Linked DNA regions of Zea mays: region 1 is linked to region 2. Evidence: chromatin contacts called from public Hi-C data. All regions are on one chromosome and are shown on one strand. The core of a region is the stretch at or near the end of the contact, and the rest is flanking DNA. Distances in the headings are between cores, read along the strand shown. Region 1 holds the start of LOC103650144 (neutral/alkaline invertase 1, mitochondrial). Region 2 holds the start of LOC100284892 (alpha-L-fucosidase 2).

What was found. Hi-C and Micro-C count contacts between places; a contact is called where the count stands out from the background.
Region 1: a contact with region 2 is called in a Hi-C map of endosperm, with 6 times the contacts expected there. The contact joins the promoter of LOC103650144 here to the promoter of LOC100284892 in region 2. A contact is called at or near these places in 2 of 25 Hi-C or Micro-C datasets (bundle sheath and endosperm).

The regions. Positions count from the first base shown.
Region 1 is chr3:61,341,176-61,344,649 of Zm-B73-REFERENCE-NAM-5.0, reverse strand. It overlaps LOC103650144 (neutral/alkaline invertase 1, mitochondrial), which reads right to left and starts at 2,037. Exons shown (of 6, transcript XM_008675791.2): 1 at 675-2,037. The coding sequence starts at 1,307. LOC103650143 (a long non-coding RNA gene) reads left to right here and starts at 2,560. Exons shown (of 3, transcript XR_002268359.2): 1 at 2,560-3,031; 2 at 3,104-3,141; 3 at 3,260-3,474.
Region 2 is chr3:61,089,622-61,093,221 of Zm-B73-REFERENCE-NAM-5.0, reverse strand. LOC100284892 (alpha-L-fucosidase 2) reads right to left here and starts at 2,077. Exons shown (of 5, transcript NM_001370684.1): 1 at 1,480-2,077; 2 at 1-78. The coding sequence starts at 1,870.

The DNA of each region.
Region 1 (3,474 bases), core at 788-3,287, 250 kb before region 2:
TTCATCAAACACAAAATCCTTGTTTATTCAGTTTAACAAAAAAAATATTAGTGTTGTGTTGCCTCTTAGTAGTATAGATCAGTGTTCTTAAGGCGCCTAGGCGAGCAAGTGCACCAGACAACCGCCTTAGCGCCTAGGCGGCGCCTAGGCAGGTAAGACGAGCAAGGCGGCCAGTTTTGCCCGAGCGCCTGGACGCCTAGGCGACACCTTAAGAACACTGGTATAGGTCTTGTTACTGGTATAGGTCTTGTTACATGGTCATAGTCTGTTTGAATCAACTTTTACAGTCTTAAAAAAAAGAAAACATTTCACATTCCTTTCATCATTTTAGCATTGATTATTGCAATCTATCTAGTTGAACAAAAGAATTACAATTGAAAAAGGCGAGAAATAAACGGCCAGAAATGGTAACAAAAATACTTCAGCTAGAACTAAAAGAATTACAATCTATATAGTATTTTTATGATAATTGCAAAGTATAGTATTGTAAAACCATAGTTTTGACAAACATGGTTGCCTGTTTACTTCCAATCACAACTCCGCGAAAACAAAATCTTGCCGTACACGCCATTGACACTGTTGCTAACTAAATACTTCAGCTAGAACTAAATTCTTCTGGAATTTTAATTTTTGACCAGACGAGGAACTAGTAAGCAGGATCGGGATCAGCTCACCTGAAGCTGGAGGGTGTGGAGGAGGAAGTTGCGGACGATCTCGGTCTCGCCGCGCATGAGGAAGGCGAGCGCGGAGGGCACGAAGTCCCTGATGAAGACCTGGTCGTAGTTGAGCATCTCCGTGCACTCGGGGTCCTCCGCCGCCACCGTCCCCACGGGCTCGCCGCAGTAGCTGACGACCGCCCTCCGCAGCAGCCTCCACGCCTCCCTCTCTGTCTCCGTCTCCTCCCTCAAGGGGACGGCCGGCGCCACGGCCTCATCGGTCTGCAGCGCTGCCGCGTCCTCCTCCTCCTTGGAGGGCGGGGTCTCAAGCGGGAACGAGTCGGGAAAGAGGACGCGGTCGAAGAAAGGAAGGTTGCCGGAAACGGCAGCGCGGGGGTCGGAGGGGACGGGGGCTGGTACAGGGGTGGGAGGAGTGCCCGGGCCGGCCTGCGACTGCGACGCCGCGGAGACGAGGAAGGGGAGGCGCCGGCCGTACGGGGGGTGGTGCGGGTGGGGCAATCTGGGGAAGAGCGAGGTCGCGGTGCCCGCCGCCGTCTTTGACGCCGCGGCGGCGGAGGCGGACGAGATGAGGCGGCTGCAGCACGGCCTCACTGCTACGGCGGCGAGCCCCATCGGGGTTTGACCATTCATATGGCAAGCTCCGGCGAAGGGCACGGGCGCGCGGCGGAGAAACCTTGAGGGATCTACACGCAAGAAACAGGCAAAGCTAACTTGTGCCAAATATTTGGTCCACGAGTGCTCGTTCTGCGGAAGTGCGAAGGGCCGGTTCGGTTTGGGTTAGGTGGGGACTGGGGAGCATAAGGCAGAGGAGAGCTGGGAGGGAGCCAGGCTTTTTTTTATAGGGGCTGTTTGATTTCCTTTTCTCGGAGCCTGGCCACCGTGGCTTGTATATTTGAGGAGGCAGGCTCCTTTTAGGCAGGTCCAGCATGTGCAATACTGACAGCAAGAGCCTTTCTTTGGTGGGTTATTGACTTGTTGGAGCTTCTACAAATCAGATATAATTTATGTTTGGCTGCATTTATGAGTATATAAAAGTGATATAAATAAAATTAATATTTAAATTTATATAACAAGTGTGATCAAGTTTTGTTCCTACCATGTTAAAAACATAAAAGCAAAATCAGTTTGATAATTAAATATCTTAACTAAAAGATATATAATAAAAGAACGAGTTTAAAGTCACCCGCTTTCTATGGGCCTATGGCACACCAGGCTAGAGAGCCTCGCTTGCATCTGTTTTCCCAGGTCAATGATAGTGTACATGTAACCAACCACATAAAAATGCTAATAATGTTATATACCGCCGGCGAGGTCTAAAATGTTGCAAGCAAAAGCAACCAGACAGCTCATAAAAGATCGCGCGGTAGCTGGTGGGGTCCACCTTGGATTTAAAGGTCACGTTTCTGAAGTTTTTTCCCTGCATGCAGCATGCCCATTGGCTAAATGGAGAAATGGTGGTCATTGTCCTTCTTTTGGCTGTAGGGCTGGATGAAATTACCATCGTGAAAATCGTGTTTGGGTAATGTATTTTTCTCATGCTTAGAAATTCATGGTATAATTTTAAATTAGCACCGTGTATATCTTTTATTTACTATATTAAATCATCAGTTTCAACGGTCGTCCCGTGTCAATATTTTTTAAAAAAATCCTACATTTCTTTATAATCAACCCGCAATTTTATAATCTCTTCTATACTGCTATAATAGGAGAGTTTATGTAAAAAAATAAGGTGAAATTATGTATAATTGAGTGTTCTAAACCTTGTTGTTGGCACTATATTCACCTAATCAATAGAAAACATATATTTTGTGCTTTATTAAAACAAAATTTATCGTATGTTATATATATATATATATATATAGTTTATATATTTGAAGCCCTGGCCTCTTTCTAACTAAAGAAAGCCCTGACCACAGAACAGCCGACCAGGTGCGCCTGCACGCACCGCACGGGTCCGACCTCCATATTGTGCATGTGTAACCCCCACGCGCACACACACAAAATCCACCCATCGAATTGTTATCACACCCAGCCACAAAAACCTAACCGCTCTCCATCCCACATCCGTCGTCGCCATTCCTCCGCACGCATCGCAGAACCCGCCCTCGCTGTCTCCATGCACGCCCTCGCCGCCACTCATCCTCCTATCCCCATTCACCTCATCTCCCCCTCGGACGACGCAAGGGGTGGTCGCCGATCCCTCCCTCCCAGACATCAAGAATGGTGTCGTGCCCTGGGTCCAAGAAGGGGCAGGGTGCTGGAGGAGTGATGAGCTGCTCGATGGCGATGCGCGGACGACGAGGAAGGGCCCCTGATGCAGCGAGAACGAGAAGGTCGTGTTCATCAGCATCGTGGTAAGTAGATCCTGCACATTCACTCTGTATGGTTGCTTTTTGTTTACGTTTTTTTCTTGTCTTGTTGGATAGATCGAGCTTCTTCGTGTTAGGAGTCTTCAAGTCTCTAGGTATTGAATTAAAGAACAGGTTCAACTTTGCTTTGTTGGGAGTCCTAGTGGGGAGATATGCTAGCAGGTAATGGCTCAGCTTGGATCATAACACTGACTGGAATTCATTTGTGGCCAGGTCCATGCGTGGTTATTGTGTGGAAATTTTCATGACAAGAAAGCTAATATAAAGGGGATTTACTTGCCTAGTCCAGATCTGCCAGCTTTCCTTGATATGGTTTACTGAAAGATCTGACGTGCCTTGTCAAACATGGTCCCAACTTTTCCTTGCGAAATTTACGAGTTGGCATTGTATCAATTGGAAATCCTTTTTGTATAGAGGGCATCACAATG
Region 2 (3,600 bases), core at 828-3,327:
CGAAGTTCACGCCGTTGCTGAAATCCGCGCCCAGCGCCTTGAGGTATGGGCTCAGGAAAGGCGTGTGCAGGCTCTCACCTGCATGCCAAAACCCAATTATAGATCTGTCCAACAAACTGTAGCATGGTAAAAATTTCCTCTTGAAAAAGAAAAGGTGAAGAACTAATGATCTTTTTTTTTACCTATGTTGTGCAGAGATGTACTCACTCTTTTTCTTTTTTTTACCTATGGTTCTTCCCGACAAATCAATCGCACTTAGTTCCAGTTTCAATCCCACTAGATAAACTTTAGCAGCTTTTTTTAACTACTTTTAGCCATTTAGTGATCTAAACAGGAGAACTAATAATGGTGTGATAAAATTTAGCACATATTATCTCATAAGCTGCTCAAGGGGTGCTAAAAGTAGCTAAATGTGGGACAGGGAACCCCATTTTCCACCCATGCCCTCTAACCTCATTTCCTCTCTCTCCGTATTAGGAGCATATGTGTCTTTTTATTCCAATATGCTAAACTTTATTAGAGTAGTCCAAACACACCAAGGAACTAAACTTTAGCATTTCAATTTATATGGTTAAAGTTTAGCATTAAGCTAACTAAAATTTATCCAGTTAGATTGAAACAGGGCCTTGATTCTAAAATATTCATATTTATAGTATATAATCATTGAGTACCAGTACATAATCACTACCCTTAATTAGATAGTTTGTTGTCTTTAATAATACGTTTATTCGGAGATATAAATTGTCGTAAATATTTTTCTATAAATCTAGTCGGAGTCGAGGCGAAAAAAAATAATTGGCATGATTGTCACGGGCCACACTTAAATAGCGACGGACGGAGTACGCACATGTACCTTCGGGCCGACATAAACCTCTTTTTTTCAAATCCCACTATGGCCGATGCATGCTACGTCAACGTCCTTTAATTTCATCATCTTTCCTCCACTTGCATCGCGAAAAAGCCCATTTGTTTCTTTTTAGCCTTTTATTTAGAAGATAACAGTCACCATTATATATTTCTTTTCTGCGCACAAACAAGCTGGAGTGCTGGACGTACCTAGCGGTCTACTTGATCCGACAGTTGAAGGTCTGTTTGGTTCTCCACACTGAACTTTAGAGCCTTAATTATTTTATTAGAATATTTAGTTTATTTTTAATCTCTAATAAAGCTCTAGTGTAATAATAGAAGGCGAGGTAAAGTTTAGAGCTAATTTTAAACTATGCATCTAAACCTCTCGTTTAGAGTTTAGAGAGAAATCCAAACCGTTCATTGGTGGTGTGTTTCAGTACTCAGTCTATGTAGGATCTGATGGAGAGTTTACAAAAAAAGAAAATGGAGGAGGCAAAAAAAAAGTGAAGGATTTTACTGCGCTTGCTTGAAGTTGAATTCCAAGCGTGGCGTGGGGAAAGCACGTCTATGTCGTACCAGTTTGAGCTCGCGACGATCGTGGAAGGAACGAAGTGAGAACTAGCTACTCACAGATGAAGTCGATGACGAGGCGGCCATCGGAGAGCCTTCCGGTGGGGCGGCGGAAGAAGGTGCGTCCCTCGGGCAGGTTAATGTTCATCCCGTTGACCGCCGCCATGCCGCCCGTGTCGGAGTTGGAGTCACCGAAGTTGAAGATGACCACCGACGACGACGACGACGACGGGCGCGGTGGAGGAGTGGTGTCCCGCCGGGCACCAGCATCGGCCTCCACCGGCCGCGGCGCCACGGCCAGGAAGCCGTACCCCGCGGGGTCCGGCGCGTACCGGAGGCAGGCGAGGACGAACGCCGCCGCCACCCCGGCCATCACAAGGTAGTGGTGCAGCCGCAGCGTGGCGCCCGCCGCCTTGTTGCCCCCTCCGGCGCCTGCAACAACGCCGGTCATCCTCCTCGCTCTCTATGCCTAGATCCCCTTCCGATCTATCTAGTCTCTACACCGTCTGTGGTCACGCTCCGCGCGGATGCCCACCAAAAGCGAGCAAAGTCTCCTCTCGATCTCCCGCCGCGCCCGTGCAGTGCAGTGCAGGGCCGGGCGCGACTGCGTGCGTAGTATGTATAGGCGGCATGCAGCAGTTGAGGTTGAGAGGTTGAGGTGTGGCCTCAGCCTTTTTTCCCACAGTAGGTAGTACCGTAGTAGTAGCAGCATAGCATCTCCTCGTTGTCGGGAGATGACGAGACGTCGCACGACGACGAACCGACGGAGCGATACAATACAACAATGGTGGTGGGGAGAAAAGAAAAGGAAAAGGAAAAGGCCAAGCGCGCGGAGAAAGGCGATGCATTAACGCGCGTGTTTATGAATCGATCAGGACCCTCCGCTGGCATCTATGGCGCCATGCTTGGAGTCAAGGGCGGTTGGTGGGGTGGCGGGGTCTGTTGATGATGGTTTTTGCGATATACTCCAAGCATTTGGAGTAATAAAGGCTGGATGCGCGACGCGCGCGCGCGAGGGCGGAACGGCGACGGCGCATCTGATCGGCTTCGCTTGCTGCCTCGGGGACCGACGGCGGCGCGGGAGGGGAGGGACGGGACGACATCATCAGGTAGGTGCCGGGGCGCGCCCACCACCCGTCCGGCCCCGTGTGACTTGTTAATGGCGCAGGACCGCGGATACCGATCGACCTGTCGACTGTGCTTATGTAGGAGTACAGATCGGAAGCTCCCGCGTATATAGCTATAAGCTATAGTGGGCACCGCCGTCCCGTCCTGTGGCGGGAGCAGCAAGCAACAACGCCATCGCGAGCACGACAGTGGCCGCTCCGCTCGTGCGCGCGCAGACGGAGGAGAGCGGGCTGCGCGCGTCCTGTGGCACCGCATGACGCGCATTCGTCGTGCTCGAGAGCGACTTTATATTTATACACAAGACAAGAGTGAGCCCTACGGTTTAGGTTTACGCCCGGTGGCACCACACGACACGACGCTGGCTGGAACTGGAACCAGCAGGAAGGTTTTTTATCGATCTGTCGTGGCCTCCTTGGACGCACGGAAACGCATTCCTTGTCCGTCATGGCGACTGCTTCGGCCAGAGCGCGCGCGAGATGCCAAGTGCAAGCGTGACGTACGCTCGGGGGGCCCCACCAAGACAGAGCGAGCGGCACGGCGGTTGCGATGTCACTTTGCAATCAACGTACCAAGCTAGATGCGACCGAGCTAGCAGTTTTTTTGTTTTTCCACCGGCACCGGCGGGGTCTCGGGAGAGCTGGTAAAGTAGCCGGCCGACGGTGATGGGCAGACAGCTTGCGAGGGTTTCAACCGTCCGGACTCGGGAGAGAAGCTAGGTAGGTCCCAACCGCAGCAAGAAGGTACGTCGACGTCGCTCGAGGTGAGGCGGCCCAACAGCGCCTGCCCATGTGTTGTGCTCTGTGCAGGGAGAGGGTCCTTTTGGACGTGTCCGAAATCGGGAAAGATCAGCGTCGTCCTTGAACGGACCCCCCGGCCCCTTCTTCGCCCATCGCAACCCAACCATACACTACTCGATTCCACCAATCAGTCCGCGCTCGAGTCGTCCCGTCTAACTTGACAGTGTTGCCGAGTCACATCGGACTTTCAATTATTGTTGCCAACAAAAACAAAACCCCCGCCACTCTATGAGATCACACAGTACAAATTATGTAT